Regions from separate parts of the Mus musculus genome. Here regions 2 and 3 are each linked to region 1. Evidence: chromatin contacts called from public HiChIP or PLAC-seq and promoter capture Hi-C data. All regions are on one chromosome and are shown on one strand. The core of a region is the stretch at or near the end of the contact, and the rest is flanking DNA. Distances in the headings are between cores, read along the strand shown. Region 1 holds the start of Nhlrc2 (NHL repeat containing 2). Region 2 has its middle 37 kb from the start of Gm32441. Region 3 overlaps Plekhs1 (pleckstrin homology domain containing, family S member 1).

Region 1 (2,908 bases), core at 172-2,671:
TCTCTACAGCTCGAACTCTGACTGGAACCTGCAGAAATCTGACTGTCTGTTTCTGCAAGGCACACTTTGTGGTCCTTCGTCTTGCCTGGATTTTCTGAAGTCCTTTTTTCATTTCCTTTTGACTGGTGTTTTCCATCTGTTGATTTTTCAACAGATTCTGAAATATTTTCAGAACAATTATTTGGATGTACGGGTTTGGGCTTTCTTTTAGATTTATATTCCCAGATTTCTTCTTCCCAAAACGTGTCTTCTAACATGGCCAAATGATTTTTGTGAGTACAGCACCAGTCTTTGGTGAATTCAGAGTCCATTTCTTGTAACAAGTTTTTAATAGGAAAAAAAAAGTAGCCAAAAGCCAACTAACTTGGTTGGAACTGAAAGCTTTGGTGATATTGGCACACAACCCACTTAGTACCTGTGAACACCTGCTGTTCCATTTTATACCATAATAAAATTAAGAGAACTCACTACAGGGTAACATCTATACGGTTTTCTTTACATTGTGACACTATTTCATTCAGGTTTTTTTTTAACTTCTCAGAACTTGATTTATAAAAATAAGAATCAAGAATGTCTTGAATGTCAAGCACTGACGGTAAGTACCAGGCTCAATGACTTTAACTGAAAACAGTCTCCATATAATGGTTAGAAAGCTATTCTGGCTCTCGTTCATGTGGACAAGTGTCCATTTACAAGTCCAGTCACAGTCCCTAGTCTACTTAGTGTGAGACTAGTCCATAGACTAGACCATAATCAAAGAGGTGTTGGTTACAACCGACAGCTGCCCTTATTCGTGACTCATGGGTCCAACCAGTTTCAGCTTCCTGGGTCAGTCCATTTCTTCCTCCATCCTAGGATCAAACCCTGCACAGTGAACAAAGTTCAAACATGTGAGACTGTACTCCACACCATAGGGGCTGTCTGCCCTGAAATCAATCAGCCACTTCTGCAGACCTCCAGAGAGGTCAGGTACCAGAAAATTCCTACAGGCTCCCGCTCTTTGCCTTTGGATCTGGGGTGGGGGGAAGATCAATGAAGGAGCCCTACATTATTCCCAGGTTAAATAATGCCAACATCCCAATGAGCCCTTGTGCAGCTCGCCCCGTTCCTCCCGGTAGTCCCTCGTGGGCACACCTGGCCTGGCAGCAGGGGGACCCCGCTGCAGCTGCCTCCTCTCTGCGCCAGCTCGCGGGACATTCCATTCGCGCCCGCACTTTCAGCACACCCAGAGTCACAGGACACTTTTGTTGTTGTCAACACAAAACCACCGGCCTCACTGCCTACATTAAAAAAAAAAAAAAAAAAAAAAAAAAAAAAAAAAAGAGTCTCCTCCGAGGGTTGCTTTACCTTCTTTACCTTTCGAGTCTTTCTTGGCGGGAACGCTGTCCCACTGTCACTGCCGTGCCGAATCGGCTGATCTCAGTTTAAGAGTGGGACACACAAATGGGCAGGCTTTTCTTAAGTCGGCTCTTTTAAACGTGTACATGGTTATTTGAATTTTATTTGTCTTGGAATTCCCTGCCGGGCTTCAAAGGCAATGGGTTCCCAGCTCCTCTGGAGCGCGACCCTAGCAGCCTTCCCCGTGTCGAATCTGGCGCTCTGAACGTCCAGGCTTCGCGGCGGCCCGGAACCTGGAAGGGGCGGGGTGGGCAACTCTGGAGTTTAATTACGCGCCAGGGAAGCACGGCCCTTTGGACTTTGGCGTCCGGAGGAAGGCTTATTGGAGGCGGAAGCGTGTGTGGCGCAGGGCCGGGCTGGCCAGGCCCCGCTCTGAGTCAAGAGGGCGGCGCACGCTGGTCCGACCCGCGCCCTCGGCCCCGGAGCCCTCGGGAGCTCGCGCAACATGGCGGCTCCCGGAGCGCGCGGCGCGAGCCTCTCGGGCCTGCTGCCCGCGCAGACCTCGCTCGAGTACGCCCTGCTGGACGCCGTCACCCAGCAAGAGAAGGATGAGTTGGTCTACCAGTATCTGCAGAAGGTGGACGGCTGGGAGCAGGACCTAGCGGTGCCCGAGTTTCCGGAAGGTGAGGGGCTGGCGTCGGGGTGGGGGCCGCTCCCGGGTCCTCCCCTTCCTCGGTGGCTCCCTCCCGCCAGCAGATCGGTGCCCTGCGGTCCTCCCACAGCCCCCGAGGTGCTCCAGGGGAGCAGCGACACACGGAGGGGGTTCTGCTGGGCGGGGACCAGTGTTTGCATCTCTGTCTGGAATCCTGCGTGACCTGACGTCAGTAGCCTCAAGGCTCCATGGGTGTATATTGATCACTTTTTAATGTGCCACAGACGGTTTGAAGCACTTGAGAGCTCCTACTTACCTGGTACAACCCACCGAGACCCTCTTACTAGTCTTGTTTTACAGTTAAGGAAACTGAGGCACAGGGAAGGCTAGGAAACCTGCCCGTCTAATAACCACTAGAGTTGGACTACATTCTACAGGCATAGCATCTGATGGTTTTCTAGTCCAACCGCGTTTCCACGTTCAAAGTGGTGAACCTATTGATCTTTAAAATCTGGAATCAATTTTAGCTTAGTACTCAGGTTTGAATCCTAGTAGTGGGAACTGTTGGGACATAGGGAAACGATACTCCCGGTAGTACAGTTTAAACAAAACGCTCCCTTACCTTCTTTGGTTGGGAGTGTCATTGTTTAGCCTGCCGTGTTGGCATGTGTCCTGGCGTGTGACACTGAAACCACATGCATAGTTAATTTGTTACCTGTGGTAGGGTTCAGGTATCTTCCGGAAGGATCTATCTGTTCCTCCTTCATCCCACAACAGTCTTGGATATTTCGGACCCTTTTGCACTCGCCTTGAGAGGGGCTTACCGTTCCCCTCGTTATACTGGATTTGAAATACCGTGGAATTGCAAAAGAATTGGCTGCATGGAGGTCGGTCCCATCAGAGAAACTTAAAAATGAC
Region 2 (2,814 bases), core at 311-2,810, 80 kb after region 1:
AAATAGAAGGAGATGAATCAATGTGGTGTCCTATGAGACTTCTTGTAGACTGGGACATTTTGTACACTATCTTATCTTTTTTATAGTCATAAAAATCTCCTCCCATGTCGCACTGTGTATGTGAATAGTAGCCACAGGAAAGGGATGTCTCCTATAGGGACTGCTGGAGAGAACCAGTTCCTCGGCGCATCACTGTCTTAGTCAGGGTTTCTATTCCTGCACAAACATCATGACCAAGAAGCAAGTGGGGGAGGAAAGGGTTTATTCAGCTTACACTTCCATACTGCTGTTCATCACCAAGGAAGTCAGGACTGGAACTCAAACAAGTCAGGAAGCAGGAACTGATGCAGAGGCCGCGGAGGGATGTTCTTTACTGGCTTGCTTCCCCTGGCTTGCTCAACCTGCTCTCTTATAAACCCAAGACTACCAGCCCAGAGATGGTCCCACCCACAAGGGGCCTTTCCCCCTTGATCACTAGTCGAGAAAATGCCTTACAGTTGGATCTCATGGAGGCATTTCCTCAACTGAAGCTCCTTTCTCTGTGATAACTCCAGCTGTGTCAAGTTGACACAAAACCAGCCAGTACAATCACCCAAGGATGGTTAAGTTCCATGGCTACGTAGCCATTCTGTGCACCACAAATCCAGACCACTGTTCTATAGACCATACTGACAGCTTTCTTTCTTTCATTAGGAACACTCACACAAATAAACACTCACACAAATGCTTTAGATGCTAAAACGTCCCCCTTTGTCATCCCCAAATACACATGTCATTCTGGAGCTGGGCATTAGAAAGGTTGCCATTGTCACGGCTGAGCACAAGAAACCACCTCCTTTTTCATTTTGTCCCCTATTTGTAAAGGAGAGCCACAGGTGTTTGAGATAGGGCCAGACCCTGTCATCAGCCTGGCTTCCTGTGAGCACCCAGTGGTCAAAGCTGCCTTGTTTCTCTCCAGTGTTTATAAAGTGAGACTCATCTGGTTGCAGGGAGTTGACCCGTGCTAGTAGGATTTGGAACTCAGAGCATTCCTTAATAAGGCTTTGATGGTCTTGAGAGATTGTAATTAAAATTCTAGTTGTCTCCCTTGGGGCTTTCAGCCCTATTTGAACTGTGTCTATGCAGCTAGAAACAGGAACACAAAAAACTTAATATGGTTTTACTGTAGGCTCCAGATAGAGGTGAACCACACTTTGTCAATGGTACCAAAGTCCATACCATCTGCCAGCCTGGAGACCCCAAGTGGCTGCCAAAGGCCACCAGCCTTCTGTTGACTTAGGCTCTGGAAGAGACCAATTTGGATTTTGCAAGTGCACTTCAGGCCACCCCCTGAGCCTGAAAACATTAATCAGAATGGATTTGAAGTCCAAATTAACATCAGATGACTTTAGCAATATCACTTTACGTCATAAGATCACTCATTCGTAGATCTGGAAAAGACTTAGTCCAACTACAAAGATCCAGTCCTTCTACAAATGCGGAAACCAGGCAGGCCATGAGCCCATGAGGGTCATGGAAGGACACACTGCTGGTTGGTAACAGACACAGGGACGGAACTCAGTCCCATCCTCTCCACTACAGCCTGCCAGAGTTTCCAGAGTTCTCAAACATGGACAGACCGTGCTGGCGGCCCACCAGCTTCAATCAATATTTGCTATCACAAAATTCCAGCAAAACCTAGAGACCATGGGATCAGTCTTCGTGTGATTTCACCTGTGTGACTGGAAAAGGATGCATTTCTCTACACGAGGGAGGCGGTCTGTTGACTCAGGCCAGCTGCGTGGAAGCCTGTTTTGTACTCTCCTAGACTTCCACTCCATAAACATCCCTCCAGTTTCTTCCATTTCGTCACCCGGAGAAAGGAGCCACAGGACAAACACTGCTGGTCCCCTGAGGCACACTGACTTGGGGTACCAGACTTAGACTAAGGGCTCTTTGGCATTTAGTTCTGGGGGCTTCAGTTAACGCAACCATTGAGCCCAGAGCTAGTAAAGCTGACTTTTATCTGGCGAGTGGCTGTCTACCTCCTCCAGAGAGAGGTACGCTCCTATCATGGCCTGCAGAGGCTGGGAGGGATTTAAGGGGCTCCTGTGCTGGGTTCCTACTGGAGGTAGTACGGACCATGGACCTCTTTGCGATTTGCCCGTTTTGAGGGGTGGCCACCACGGTATTTGCTGAAGGCTGTCCTGGGTTCTGCCTCTTATTCTTACTCATTCCCCTCTCCATCTTTGTCTAGAACAGATTTCCTGATGCCCCAGCCTGTCCTGTCCCTCCTTTTATGACTTATGAGTCTTTGGCTAGGCATCCCCATACCCCTGTACCAGCTTGGGCCAGAGTGAAGGGACACATGGTTCTAATTTTGAATGGCTGTGTGTATGCAGATCCCCCAGCTAATGTCCCAGTGGGATAGGGGGGACACTAGACAGAACACCTCTATCTATAGCTCCCCTCATAGTCTCAGCTAGATCTCCTGTGCTCCCAGACTTCCCCTTCAGCCTGGCTCTGGAACAAGGCTACCCTGTCTTGCCCAAATACAGAGGCTTAGCTAGATTTAAGCTTTGTGGCTGCTACACGCTCACAAACACAGCAACACGTGCATGGTTGTCCAGGCTGTTGGTGTGAGAGACACATGGGACAGACTAACAAACTTCATCCTTATGAAAAAAAAAAAAGAGGCTGCTGGGACTCAAAAGTAAATGTGATCATCTACTTATATATTTAAAGCAACTTTGAATGGGAATTGAAATGTACCGACTCATTCCAGAAAGATAAAATTTTGAAAATCTTTACACGTTGATGGGTCATCCTGACACC
Region 3 (2,768 bases), core at 179-2,678, 71 kb before region 1:
ATTCAAACCACTACAAGCTGAAAGTGCATTTAACACACCTGCCTTATGGAACACCACAGCCTAGCAACACAGCACACTGCAGAGTCCCCAGTTTCCCCCATGATTGCAGAGTTATCAAGGAGCTGAAGCTCACTGTTGCCACCAGGTTTACAAGAAAGTTGTGATACCCATATTGGTAGCCCACACAAAGGCTAACATTCAAAGTCTGAAATACAGTTTCTAGTGAATGCATCTTGCTTTTGCACTCCCTTATGAGAGAAAAAAACAAAAAGACCATAAAAACCTGAAAGTTGAACCATCACAACTCAGGGTTCTCTATGTCTCCGTCTCTCTCTCTCTCTCTCTCTCTCTCTCTCTCTCTCTCTCTCTCTCTCACACACACACACACAGAGAGAGAGAATGCTAAGTTCCATAAAATTCCCAGCAAACATTTGGGAGGTCTTATGAAAGTCCCCAGCCATCAGGCATTGTTCTTGGGAAATTAAGTCACACTCATAACAATTCCTATGCCATGCAGGGCAGCTCCATCAGTAGGCAATCTGGTGTCTGTTAGGGGAGGGAAGGCAATAATTAATTGCTTGCATCTACATCACCTGGAAGCGTATAATTCTGACTGTCACGTAGCCAACACTACCTAATTACACTGCTGTAGAAACAGACAAGCTGTGAACAAAACACAAAAGAGGGATCCTGAGCCAGAAGGAGGTTCAGTGACTCTGGGCTAATTACTTCCTCAGAGGCTGTTGAGAGAGGACTGGGAAGAGATGGGGGTAGGGACACCATGACAAAGCTCTGTGACTTGCACTCCACCCACAGTAGAAAACTTCTTGTTCAGAGTTGTAATTCTTCACAGTAGAGAAAAAATTCCAAATATTAGCTAGGCATATGTGTTCCCACATTAGAGGGACCCAAACTGAAGAGCAAGTTCAAGTCATGTGGGTTTCTGCCTGTCACACTCAAACAGCCTCTGATCTTGTCAACCCAATTGATCTATTATACTTTTTTTTTTCTAGAAAGTATTGGTTCAATTCTATTGAAAAGAAGGGGAGGAGGGAGGGAGGAACTCATTAGTTTCTTCTGTATCTTCCTTATTCAGCATTTAATACAAAAAAGCCTCCAAAGATTCAGGCAAGCTCATCTTCATCAGGATCATGATTTCCACTCAGAACCCACCCAAGATACAGAAGAAGAGTACTATCTCACTCCTCGAAGTTTAGAAGCCTGTTTAGAAGTAAGTCCCCACTCCCTGCCCTGCCCTGCCCACCCCGCCCTGCTCCACCCTGCCCCACTAAGCATTCATTCCTTCAACATATGTGCCCAGCCTCTGTCACACGCTGCTGCCAGAGCCAACAGGCTGAGATTAGGAGGCACAAAGGTAAAGTTGGCAGAGGCGGGTGGCTGGCTCACCATGCTGGCACAGGAGTAGGAGCCAACCATCGCACAAGACATATGCTTATATGATGTTTGGGTTGTGGCAGTGGTGGGAAGAGGGAACTGGTTTCCAGGCAGAAGATCAGAGAAGGTTCTATAAAGGAGATAACATTTAACTACTTGGCAGATTAAATCTGGGACTTAGTAGTCTTTCTATTTTTCTGGACTGAAAGGAAAAGAATGAAAGTCCCTGGGTAATCAGTGTGGGTGTATATGAGACAGCCTGTTGATAGCTAGACGTCCTTCTGAGTGCTGGACCCACACTATGCTCAGCCTGGTGGCCACAATGATGAGCCTCATTGCCCTCTTGCTTTCAGAGCCCACAGCCTCAGTTACCAAAGAGGGTAGGCATTGGGACACAGGGAAGACTGTTCGCTCCTTTTGACTCAATGCAGGCTTCAGAGACCACAGACATCCTTGTCTGGTCAATTGCTTAGGTAGGCTACAGTTCAGAGTGTGTGAATGGCAGAGTAGACAATTAACAGAACAAAAGAGCCAGCCCGTGACAGGCAGTGAATTCTAAATTGACTCTATGCTGAGGGCAGCATGGAGCAAAGGTCTTCTAAGCAGGGAAGTGGTGAGCCATGAGTTGACTTTTAGACACAATGGCCACGAAGCAGTGATCTGTAGTACACACAAATAGAGGATGTGGGAGGAAGGTAGGGCAGGAGGGCAGAGATTAAAGCAGCCAAGTGGGTCACAGAGATGTTGACCAATGTTTCTTAAGCATAGAACACTTCTTTCACCAAAAATACTTCTCTGGGACAACCAAGCCATCGGGTGTGTAGTAGGGCGAGGTTAATATTCTCTGAAGAAGCACTTTCCCTGCGAGGGAAAATGCGTTATTCCAGATGCAGAGAGGCGTGAGGCAAGGTGAGGAGGTGCCTGGTCAGTGGCAGATCTGAATCCTTACATTTGTTCCTCTTGTCTTTAGTTAGAGAATATTGCTGGACCCAATGATTCTGGTGACTCCATCGAATCCAATAGTCCGGACCAAGGTTTCAAGAGAGCGGAGAGCAATTACGTGTCAATGAGATCATTGAGAACCTGGTAAGTGGAGCGGCCTCTTAAATACTGCGTCTAGCTAACCTGCTTTTAGTGGAACAATTACCACCAGTTCACTGTGTTAACTGTTGTATGAGGGTGCATGTGTATTTATATATGTGAATGGTGTGTGTGTGTGTGTGTGTGTGTGTGAGCGAGAGCGAGAGACAGAGAGAGAGAGAGAGAGAGAGAGAGAGAGAGAGAGAGATACACATATGCCTTAAAGCACATGTGGAGGTCAGAGGTCAGAGGTCAGAGGACACCTTGGGTGTTGGTCCTCACCTTCTGCTTTG

The links. Promoter capture Hi-C pulls out the DNA fragments that hold promoters and counts their contacts. HiChIP or PLAC-seq counts read pairs in DNA pulled down with a chosen protein or histone mark.
Region 2: a contact with region 1 is called in a promoter capture Hi-C map of liver, with 2.3 times the contacts expected there. The contact joins the enhancer-like site here to the promoter of Nhlrc2 in region 1. A contact is called at or near these places in 1 of 39 promoter capture datasets (liver), 1 of 15 datasets of contacts at CTCF or cohesin (the NIH/3T3 cell line), 1 of 484 Hi-C or Micro-C datasets (liver), 5 of 115 datasets of contacts at active chromatin or transcription factors (craniofacial prominence, embryonic stem cells, pancreatic cancer cells and 1 more) and 3 of 9 other capture datasets (adipose tissue, liver and pancreatic islet).
Region 3: an H3K4me3 HiChIP or PLAC-seq map of intestinal villus epithelium shows a contact between it and region 1, with 6 read pairs. The contact joins the enhancer-like site here to the promoter of Nhlrc2 in region 1. A contact is called at or near these places in 1 of 15 datasets of contacts at CTCF or cohesin (the NIH/3T3 cell line), 3 of 484 Hi-C or Micro-C datasets (the HL-1 cell line, forebrain and muscle stem cells), 10 of 115 datasets of contacts at active chromatin or transcription factors (the SCID.adh cell line, bone marrow-derived macrophages, cardiomyocytes and 5 more) and 3 of 9 other capture datasets (adipose tissue, liver and pancreatic islet).

What each region holds. Positions count from the first base shown.
Region 1 is chr19:56,546,840-56,549,747 of GRCm38.p6, forward strand. Nhlrc2 (NHL repeat containing 2) reads left to right here and starts at 1,422. Exons shown (of 11, transcript NM_025811.3): 1 at 1,422-2,021. The coding sequence starts at 1,844. Dclre1a (DNA cross-link repair 1A) reads right to left here and starts at 1,283. Exons shown (of 10, transcript NM_001360437.1): 1 at 1,135-1,283; 2 at 1-864. The coding sequence starts at 311.
Region 2 is chr19:56,626,666-56,629,479 of GRCm38.p6, forward strand. No RefSeq gene overlaps it. Among named protein-coding and RNA genes, the nearest start is that of Gm32441, 37 kb to the right of the region's middle. Within about 2 kb of position 1,561, at least 4 of the 459 cell types and tissues checked have an H3K27ac peak or open chromatin away from gene starts, as enhancers often do. A contact at or near this core is called in liver, where this site is marked.
Region 3 is chr19:56,476,058-56,478,825 of GRCm38.p6, forward strand. Plekhs1 (pleckstrin homology domain containing, family S member 1) reads left to right here. Exons shown (of 13, transcript NM_001164263.1): 8 at 1,097-1,231; 9 at 2,366-2,481. Among named protein-coding and RNA genes, the nearest start is that of Plekhs1, 16 kb to the left of the region's middle. Within about 2 kb of position 1,429, at least 15 of the 459 cell types and tissues checked have an H3K27ac peak or open chromatin away from gene starts, as enhancers often do. A contact at or near this core is called in intestinal crypt epithelium, intestinal villus epithelium and pancreatic cancer cells, where this site is marked.